Linked DNA regions of Mus musculus: region 2 is linked to region 1. A link is a contact called in public HiChIP or PLAC-seq data. All regions are on one chromosome and are shown on one strand. The core of a region is the stretch at or near the end of the contact, and the rest is flanking DNA. Distances in the headings are between cores, read along the strand shown.

Region 1 (4,220 bases), core at 1,650-4,149:
TAAAATTTTTAAAAATGCAAATTTAGAATTAAACACAAGTAAATCTTCCATGCTTGATTCAAGGCTCAGCTTTAGGAAAAAAAGAAAATTATTATGTCACTATTAACATTTGAAAATAGCTTGTTGTTTTTCCTTCTTTGAGGACTAATGCAAAAGGAGGTCGTCTGGAAGGAATGCAGATGGCAGATTTGGAAAGTCATTCTGAAGCTGGGGAGGTACAGCCCACACTACCTGAAGGAGCCTCAGCCGCCCCTGAGGAAGGTGAGCATTGAACAAGGACGGTCAGGACTAGCGAGCAGGAGACACTGCGTTCTCAGTGGCTATAGCAGTAGGTGGGAATTCATATAGACACATATGTGTAAAGCAAAACCTTAATCTTCCAAACAAAAACCCAGCTAATTAGAATATTGTTAACCCTTTGTTTGAGGTCAGGTTTTTGTTTGGTTGGTTTTTGTTTTGATTTTAGAGACAGGGTTTCTCTGTGTAGCTGTGGCTGTCCCAGAGATCTCTGCCTCTGCCTCCTGAGTACTAGGATTAAAGTTGTACACTACCTACTGCCTTTGAGGTCCATTTTGATTAATGTCTATAAATTGCTTTTTTTTTTTTAAATTTATTATATGTAAGTACACTGTAGCTGTCTTCAGACACTCCAGAAGAGGGAGTCAGATCTTGTTATGGATGGTTGTGAGCCACCATATGGTTGCTGGGATTTGAACTCCGGACCTTAGGAAGAGCAGTCAGGTGCTCTTACTTGCTGAGCCATCTCACCAGCCCTTGCTTTTTTTTCATATGTATGTATATGTGTGTGCTAGTAAGTTCCCAAGGAGGCCAACAGCATTAGCTCTCACTAGGGCTGGAGTTACCTGTAGGCTGATGTGCCTGCTGTAGGTGCTGGGAACTGAATTTAGTTCTCTAGTTGTAGTACTCACTCTTAACTGGAGTCATTTCGTCAGCATTCCTTTGCTCTGATGGAAGAATTCCTTGGCTTAACTGTTTAGCATCCCCTAAAACAACCTGCTTCATCTCTGCAGATGAGCCTCAGTTATAATTTTTAACATTTCTTCTAAGATATCAAATAAAATATCTGGTTATTTTAGCAATACAAGTTATTTAAAACAATCTTAAGTCATTGTTCTTCCTCTATCTTTTATAGGTTAGCAAAAAAGAACAACTTTCAAAAATATTTTGATTTCCCCCAGTATTACTTTCCACTTCATTTGAATTTCAGTCATTGATGAATTATTGTTTATAACACACAGAGAGATGCTAGCATATACTTCTGGCTGTCCTGGTCAGTGTAATAGTCTGACCAGGGTAATAGTCCTTGAGACACACTTGCATAGTGGGCTACAGGTACTAACTAATAAAACAAACTGTAGATTTTTTTTTTTTTTTTTTTTGGAGATAGGGTTTCTCTGTATAGTACTGGCTGTCCTGGAACTCACTCTGTAGTCCAGGCTAGCCTCGAACTCAGAAATCCACCTGCCTCTGCCTCCCAAGTGCATGCGCCACCACCGCCAGGCAAACTGTAGCTTTTTTAAGGTATGCTGTGTATGTGTGGTAGGAGGGGAGAGGTGGGAAGAACCACTTAAGAAGTAGAGATTAGATATTGAAGACACTGGTAAATAGCCTTTGATAATATTGTGTGATAAGTGTTCTGATAGAGGAACTAAAAGTATATCATCAAAAAAGTTGATATTTAGTAAGTTCTTGCTATGTTATTCTCAAAATTATTCTTTATAGTCATTAACTTCTTTTATTTCTGATTTTACAAACAAGTGATTTAAGACTTAGAAATAGAACACACATGATATGCACTCACTGATAAGTGGATAGTCCAGAAGCTCAGAATACCCAAGATACAATTTGCAAAACACATGAAACTCAAGAAGAAGGGGGAACAATACCCAATGGAAGGAGTTAAAGAGACAAAGTGTGAAGCAGAGACTGAAGGAATGACCATCCAGAGACTGCCCCACCTGGGGATCCATCCCATAAACAACCACCAAACCCAGACACTATTGCGGATGCCAAGAAGAGCTTGCTGACAGGAGCCTGATAAAGCTGTCTTCTGAGAAGCTCTGACAGTACCTGACAAATAGAGAAGTGGAGGCTCACAGCCATCTATTGGACAGAGCACAGGGTCCCCAGTGAAGGAGCTAGAGAAAGGACCCAAGGAACTGAAGGGGCTTGCAGCCCCATAGGAACAACAATATGAACTAACCAGTACCCCCAGAGCTCCCTGGGACTAAACCATCTCTCAAAGAAAACACATGGTGGGAGTCATGGCTCTAGTTGCATATGTAGCAGAGGATGGCCTAGTCAGTTATCAGTGGGAGGAGAGGCCCTTGGTCCTGTGAAGGTTCTATGCCCCAGTATAGGGGAATGCCAGGACCAGGAAGTGGGAGTGGGTGGGTTGGTGAGCAGGGGGAGGGGGCAGAGGGGAGTCGGATAGGGGATTTTTGGAGGGGAAACTAGGAAAGAGGATAACAATTGAAATGTAAATAAAGAAAATAATTTAAAAAAACAAAAAAATTTTTAAAAAGACTTAGAAATATAACTTACCTCACTGAAAGTCACAGAAATGGTCCTTGTAAGGGTTAGAATTTGAACCTAGAGTCAGTGCTTAGAATTTCCATCTCTGTATGCTTGAGTTGTAATGTACCCTTGGAAGTTTCACTTGAAGGCATGAGTAGACAGTCAGGTGATGAGCCAGTACGTCTGAGGCCAGAGTAGAAGTAGCAGTCAGATTGTGAGGAGTGGGCTTATCTTAAATCCATGTGTCTTAAGACCAAAAGTCAAGTTAAAAGGGGCGTGGGGAAAAAGTTCTTACTGTGTCAAATGGAGGAAGTGTTCTGTCATGTCGCTGTGGTTTCTCTTCCTCCTTGAGGAAGAGGCTGTCTGAAGAAACTTTAAGGCCTCATTTCTCTGCTTTAATAGCTGGGAGTTCGGAACTACAAAGATCACGGGGGATTTTTGTTCTGTTTTTGTTGTTTTTAGGTTTGGGTTTTTGATACAGTCTGGTTATCACATTAGAATTCAGTCCTGTCAGACCTCCCAGTGCTGGAGTTGTAGGTATGTGTCAGCACGCCCGGCTCCCAAGTATCAGTGCAATGTAATTGCTTTGTTGTGTTTTGGGTTTTGTTTTTTGTTTTTTTGTTTTTGTTTGTTTTTTTTAGACATAATGGTCATAAACAGACCCATTCCTTTCTAACTGGAACTAATTGGGACAACCTTCTATTTGTCTTCTTTTTAACGATTTTATACTGGCAGCCTAATTTAACAACAACAAAAACAACACACACGCCATTGATAAGCTGTACAATTCTGTAAACTGAAGACTGAATACCCAATTCAGAGAAAAGTCTTGTCACAGCTATTAAAAACATTGCTCCAGATTAGCTAGCAGATGAGTTATACAACCTGTGATGGCTTACTAGTGCTGATCACCTTTAGGGTAATCAAGACGAGCTATTCAAAAATAAATAAAATTAATGTAATGAAAGTAGCACTCTTGTTTAGAAGTCTTAAGTGAGACATGCCTAAGTGTGATAGGGTATTTTCAGAGTTAGAAAACTTAGCTGTTCAATGTGGGTATGCCTCTGTATTTCTTTGTTACTATGTAGCCCAGGCTAGCCTTGGACTTGAACTTCTGATCTTCCTGACTGTACTTCCAAAGAACAGGGATTCTAGGCTTGAGCTGTATGCTTATTTTTCATGTGTTAACAGTGGAACCCAGGAGTTCAGCAGAGCAGCTACATCCTGGCAGCTGCCTTTCACTCCCCATTTTGAGACATATTTTCACTGTGAATAGCCCAGGATGGCTGTGAACTCATAGCAGTTCTCCCTCCTGAGCCTCTCGATGCTGGGATTGCAGATGCGAACCTCTTCATTTGGCTGATAGTTGCCTGCCTGCCTGCCTGCTCTCCACTCTCACTCTCTCTCTCTCTCTTTCTTTTCTGTGTCATATCAGTGAACTAGAAGTCTCAGTGAATTGGCTAGCTTTTTTGAAAATGACAAGATAGTTGCTTCTGTTGCAAACTTGGTAAGAACTCTGAATCACATCCTGAGGATTCATGGGCAAGGTTTGTTAATTTTCTATGTCTTTAGCAACAAGGAAACCTTTCTCAGGGCCAGCAACAACTTCCTAGCTTGATCTTGTATCATTTGTTGATGGACAAGGAAAAAGGGCAAAGTCCATTAATTTGGTCCCACTCCAT
Region 2 (3,892 bases), core at 1,278-3,777, 550 kb after region 1:
CTTTCTTTCTTCTCTCTCTCTCTCTCTCTCTCTCTCTCTCTCTCTCTCTCTCTCTCTCTCTCTCTCTCTCTCTCTCTCTCTCCTTTAATTTTTTGAGACAGGGTTCCTCTGTGTAGCCCTGGCTGTCCTGGAACTCACTCCGGACCAGACTGGCTCAAACTCAGAAATCTGCCTGCCTCTGCCTCCCAAGTGCTGGGATTAAAGGTGTGTGCCATCACTGCCTGGCTCCAAGAGGATTCTTATTAGTGTAAGAGTTGGGCAAAACCACGCTAGCACAGTGTGTGCCCACCTGCCTTGTACATGTCTACACAGGTCATTGGTGTTAATAAAACACACTTTCACCATCATGTGCATTTCATCAGGGCCTATACACCGATGCCAGCCACATGCATGAACTGTGACATATAGACAATGAGACGTGGCTGGTGTATCATATGGGTATACAGTCACCTAGGCCAAACACATGTTCATTAGTACTTACACATATAATGCCAAAGAATATACCCATTAGTGACATTCACATGTGGTGGCTTCATGTACATAAGACACTAACCGCGAGATCATCAAGATCTCTCTGGATTGCCACATTGATGAATTGAAAAACATTTAATTTGTGTGTGTGTGTGAATGCTGGTGAGTGTACCAATGTACTGTGGTGTGCATTTAGGGCCAGAGAACACCTTGCGTGGAGGAGTTCTCCACTTTGGCCACGTGGTTACTGGGGATCAAACTCCAGTGGTCAGGCTTGGTGGCAAATGTCCTACCCACAGAGCCATCCTATTGACTAGGATTGAAAAACAAAATGTGTTTTTGATTGCAAGCCAATTGTAGATGTAATTACAACCCCAGCAACTGGAAGAGGAAGGACCAGCTTGAGCTAAGACTCTTACCAGAGAGGAAGCTGTCTCTTTATAATGTATAGACTTTGCTTGTTATTCTTGTGATTTCCTCAATAGTACAGTACAATTATTTTAACATTCACATCGTATTATAAAATAGGTATAAACAATCTAGAGATGATTTAAGGCATGGGGGTGGGGTGGGGCTGGGCTGAGGATATGGTTTAGTGGTAGAGTGCTTGCCTAGCATGCAAGAGACCTTGGGTATACAGAAGGATGTGTATAAGCCATGGGCGGATATTTCATCACCTTACATAAAAGGACTTAAGCATTTGAGAACTTAGTGGGGTATCCTGAGATGATCTTATAGACAGTCCCCTTAGGCATGGAGGGGTGAGAATATATATACAGAGACTGCGTGCACATCATGCCAGGCAAGTTTATCATGTACATAGATCATTGTATGCCATTGTACATTATTATATGACAATGTATGTCATAATGTGTTAGTGCTGTATAATGGCATGATATCTGTGATTTATAGCAAAATGCAATGATAAACTCATACGTAATTGCATGCACATAGACATTGTAGCAAATAGACATACAATGACACAAAACCATGCACAGATATATATCCAATGAGATTCATAGACAAAATAGCACACATACATGCAGTGATCTCCATGTATACACAGACATACTATGCATACTCTTCTATACATACATGTAATATGACATGCATATGCATGCTGACTGAAAGTTACATGACATAGCATGTGTACTGATGTTTAGACTGCTTTAGAGAAATGAATGTTACCTTCTCTCTTATGCAACTCCAACCCCTACCCAGTTCCATTGGCTCTGGCCTGGGTGGAGCCTACTGTCTGGGTGGGGGGTGTTCTCTATGCTTTAGCTGCTATTCCATAGGGGTGCCACATGAGGGCCCTCGACCTTGGCTTGTCTTGCGTCTAGGAGCAACATTCTTATCTCTCGAGATCTAGGTGCCCCACATACAGGCAGACACCTAGGTTGGGGCAATTCCTATGTCCTTGTTCCCAAAAGCCATTTTTTTTTCATAGCAAGTAAATAAATAAAGCCTAATGCTAGACAGAAGATGAACTTCCTGATGGTTGAGGGAAAATCAGCCCAAAAGGTCCTGTCTTATGATCTCTCCTGCTAGCCTGTGAAGGCTGGGCTGTCCCCCAAATGTGATCTGCCATGGGGAAGCTGAAGTCGTTTTTCAGCCTATTTCAACACTCTGTCCTTTTGCTCGTCTTTCTATTTTCAGACTTTTATTTCTTTGTTTTATTCCAAATCCCACCATTTCAGCTCTGTCCTTTTCTACAGCTAGGTCTCTGTCACATTGTTCTATCCCCATCAGTCTTGCCTGAAAGGAGAGGACTGTCTCTACTCCCTTTCCTCTGCACCCTGGAAGTGAGGGTCTGTGGGGTCAAGGGGATGAAGAGGCCATGTTGGGGGGTCCGGAGGGGGTAGCTTTCTAACCTACCATCCAGTAAGGAACCTGCTCTTTCCACTGTCCCGACCCTGCCAGCTTGCCTGCCGGTCCAGCCCACCAGTCCAGCTCCATCGTCATGGAAACCAGCAGCTGACTTCCTATTGGTGGGCAGGAGGGGAGGAGGAGGGGGAAGGGAGGGATGATGATGCTCCCCTGCTCCCCACTCCCCATTCTGAGGCTCTGCCCTCCTTCGTGCCCACCATCTCATTTGGGGAGCTCCGGGACCGCGAGGGACCCTTGCAGTCCCTCGAGCTGAGACTAGCTGAGGCAGAGACTATGAGGCAAGCCGCCCATCGACCCAGGCCTCCTTAGGACCGCCCAGCCACCCAGCAAGCAACTGATCGGCGGCAGCCAGCGGAGAGAAAAGCTGGAGATAAAGGACCACAGTGGATCACTGGGGATCATTCCCAGGAACTCCTGCGGACCCTTTCCAGGCAGAGTGGTCGTGATGGGTGGCCAGACTCACAGACACTGAAAGACACACGCCACTACAGATACACCGGGCTTTACAACACTGAGACAGGACCGGCGACAGCATCACACACTGCCACAGCCCTGCAATACAGACAGCCCCTACCCCCACGCAGAAACAACTGGTAACTCTTAAATAGGCACAGACAGTGACACATAGCACCACCCTTCTCAACATACACAAGTCGGAGTATTCATCCTCCAATCACATAATAAAACATCACTGACCTGCAGGGACAGACCTGGAGGCACACGTACATATATACCTTCAGCCAGGCACTCCTGGTGGTGGTCTCTCACCCCCCCACACACACCCCGTACACACACACACACACACACAAGAGAGAGAGAGAGAACCATGAGCAAACCCCAGCTCCAGTCTGGCAACCCCGATACCTTCTGAACCCTCCTTCGTGGGTGGGAAGAGCTCAGCCAACCTCTGATGGACTCGGTGAAGCCAAACACTTACAGGGAGAATGGTCTAGTCTGGCATGACCCTTGTCAGTCTTCCCGCTGGTGATGTCCCCAGGTCCAGGTTCGGGGGCCCCTTGCCGAAACCATGGAGCAACTGACAACCCTCCCACGGCTTGGAGACCTTGGAGCCATGGAGCCATGGGCACTGCCTGCCTGGCAGCACTGGACTCAGGGCCAGGGGTGCAAACCTGGAGATGCATCTCCAAGCATTGCTGGTACTCCGACAGCTCTGCAGGTTAAAGGATTGAGGTTTGAAGAGAGTTCCAAGCCTGAGGGAGCTCATAGCCCTGGACCTGTCGGAAATACTGATCCTGAAGCAACAGAGACCGGGCTGCCTAAGCTGGGGCAGCAAGCAGAGAGCCCTGGGTACAGCTGTTCCGGGCTGGAGGAGGAGGAGGCACAGGCTTATAAGGTAAGAGAGGATGGAGAGGGCTGCAAGATGGACTGGCCATAATCTGTAGTCCCACTGCCCACATTTCTTGTCTCTGTCTCTGTCTCTCTCTGTCTGTGAGTCTGCCTGTGTGATTATCTGTCCTTCCTTCCTTGGACGGGAATCTAAGTGGCCTCGCTCTGTTCTCTCTGGCTCTGG

The links. HiChIP or PLAC-seq counts read pairs in DNA pulled down with a chosen protein or histone mark.
Region 2: a contact with region 1 is called in an H3K27ac HiChIP or PLAC-seq map of bone marrow-derived dendritic cells, with 5 times the contacts expected there. The contact joins the promoter of Tspoap1 here to the enhancer-like site in region 1. A contact is called at or near these places in 1 of 39 promoter capture datasets (the 3T3-L1 cell line), 1 of 15 datasets of contacts at CTCF or cohesin (embryonic stem cells), 8 of 484 Hi-C or Micro-C datasets (CD8 T cells, ECoMG-derived neutrophils, liver and 4 more), 2 of 115 datasets of contacts at active chromatin or transcription factors (bone marrow-derived dendritic cells and microglia) and 3 of 9 other capture datasets (adipose tissue, liver and macrophages).

The regions. Positions count from the first base shown.
Region 1 is chr11:87,209,627-87,213,846 of GRCm38.p6, forward strand. Trim37 (tripartite motif-containing 37) reads left to right here. Exons shown (of 24, transcript NM_197987.2): 22 at 143-261. Among named protein-coding and RNA genes, the nearest start is that of Trim37, 85 kb to the left of the region's middle. Within about 2 kb of position 2,900, at least 24 of the 459 cell types and tissues checked have an H3K27ac peak or open chromatin away from gene starts, as enhancers often do. A contact at or near this core is called in ECoMG-derived neutrophils, bone marrow-derived dendritic cells, macrophages and 2 more, where this site is marked.
Region 2 is chr11:87,758,014-87,761,905 of GRCm38.p6, forward strand. Tspoap1 (TSPO associated protein 1) reads left to right here and starts at 2,528. Exons shown (of 32, transcript NM_172449.2): 1 at 2,528-3,715. The coding sequence starts at 3,389.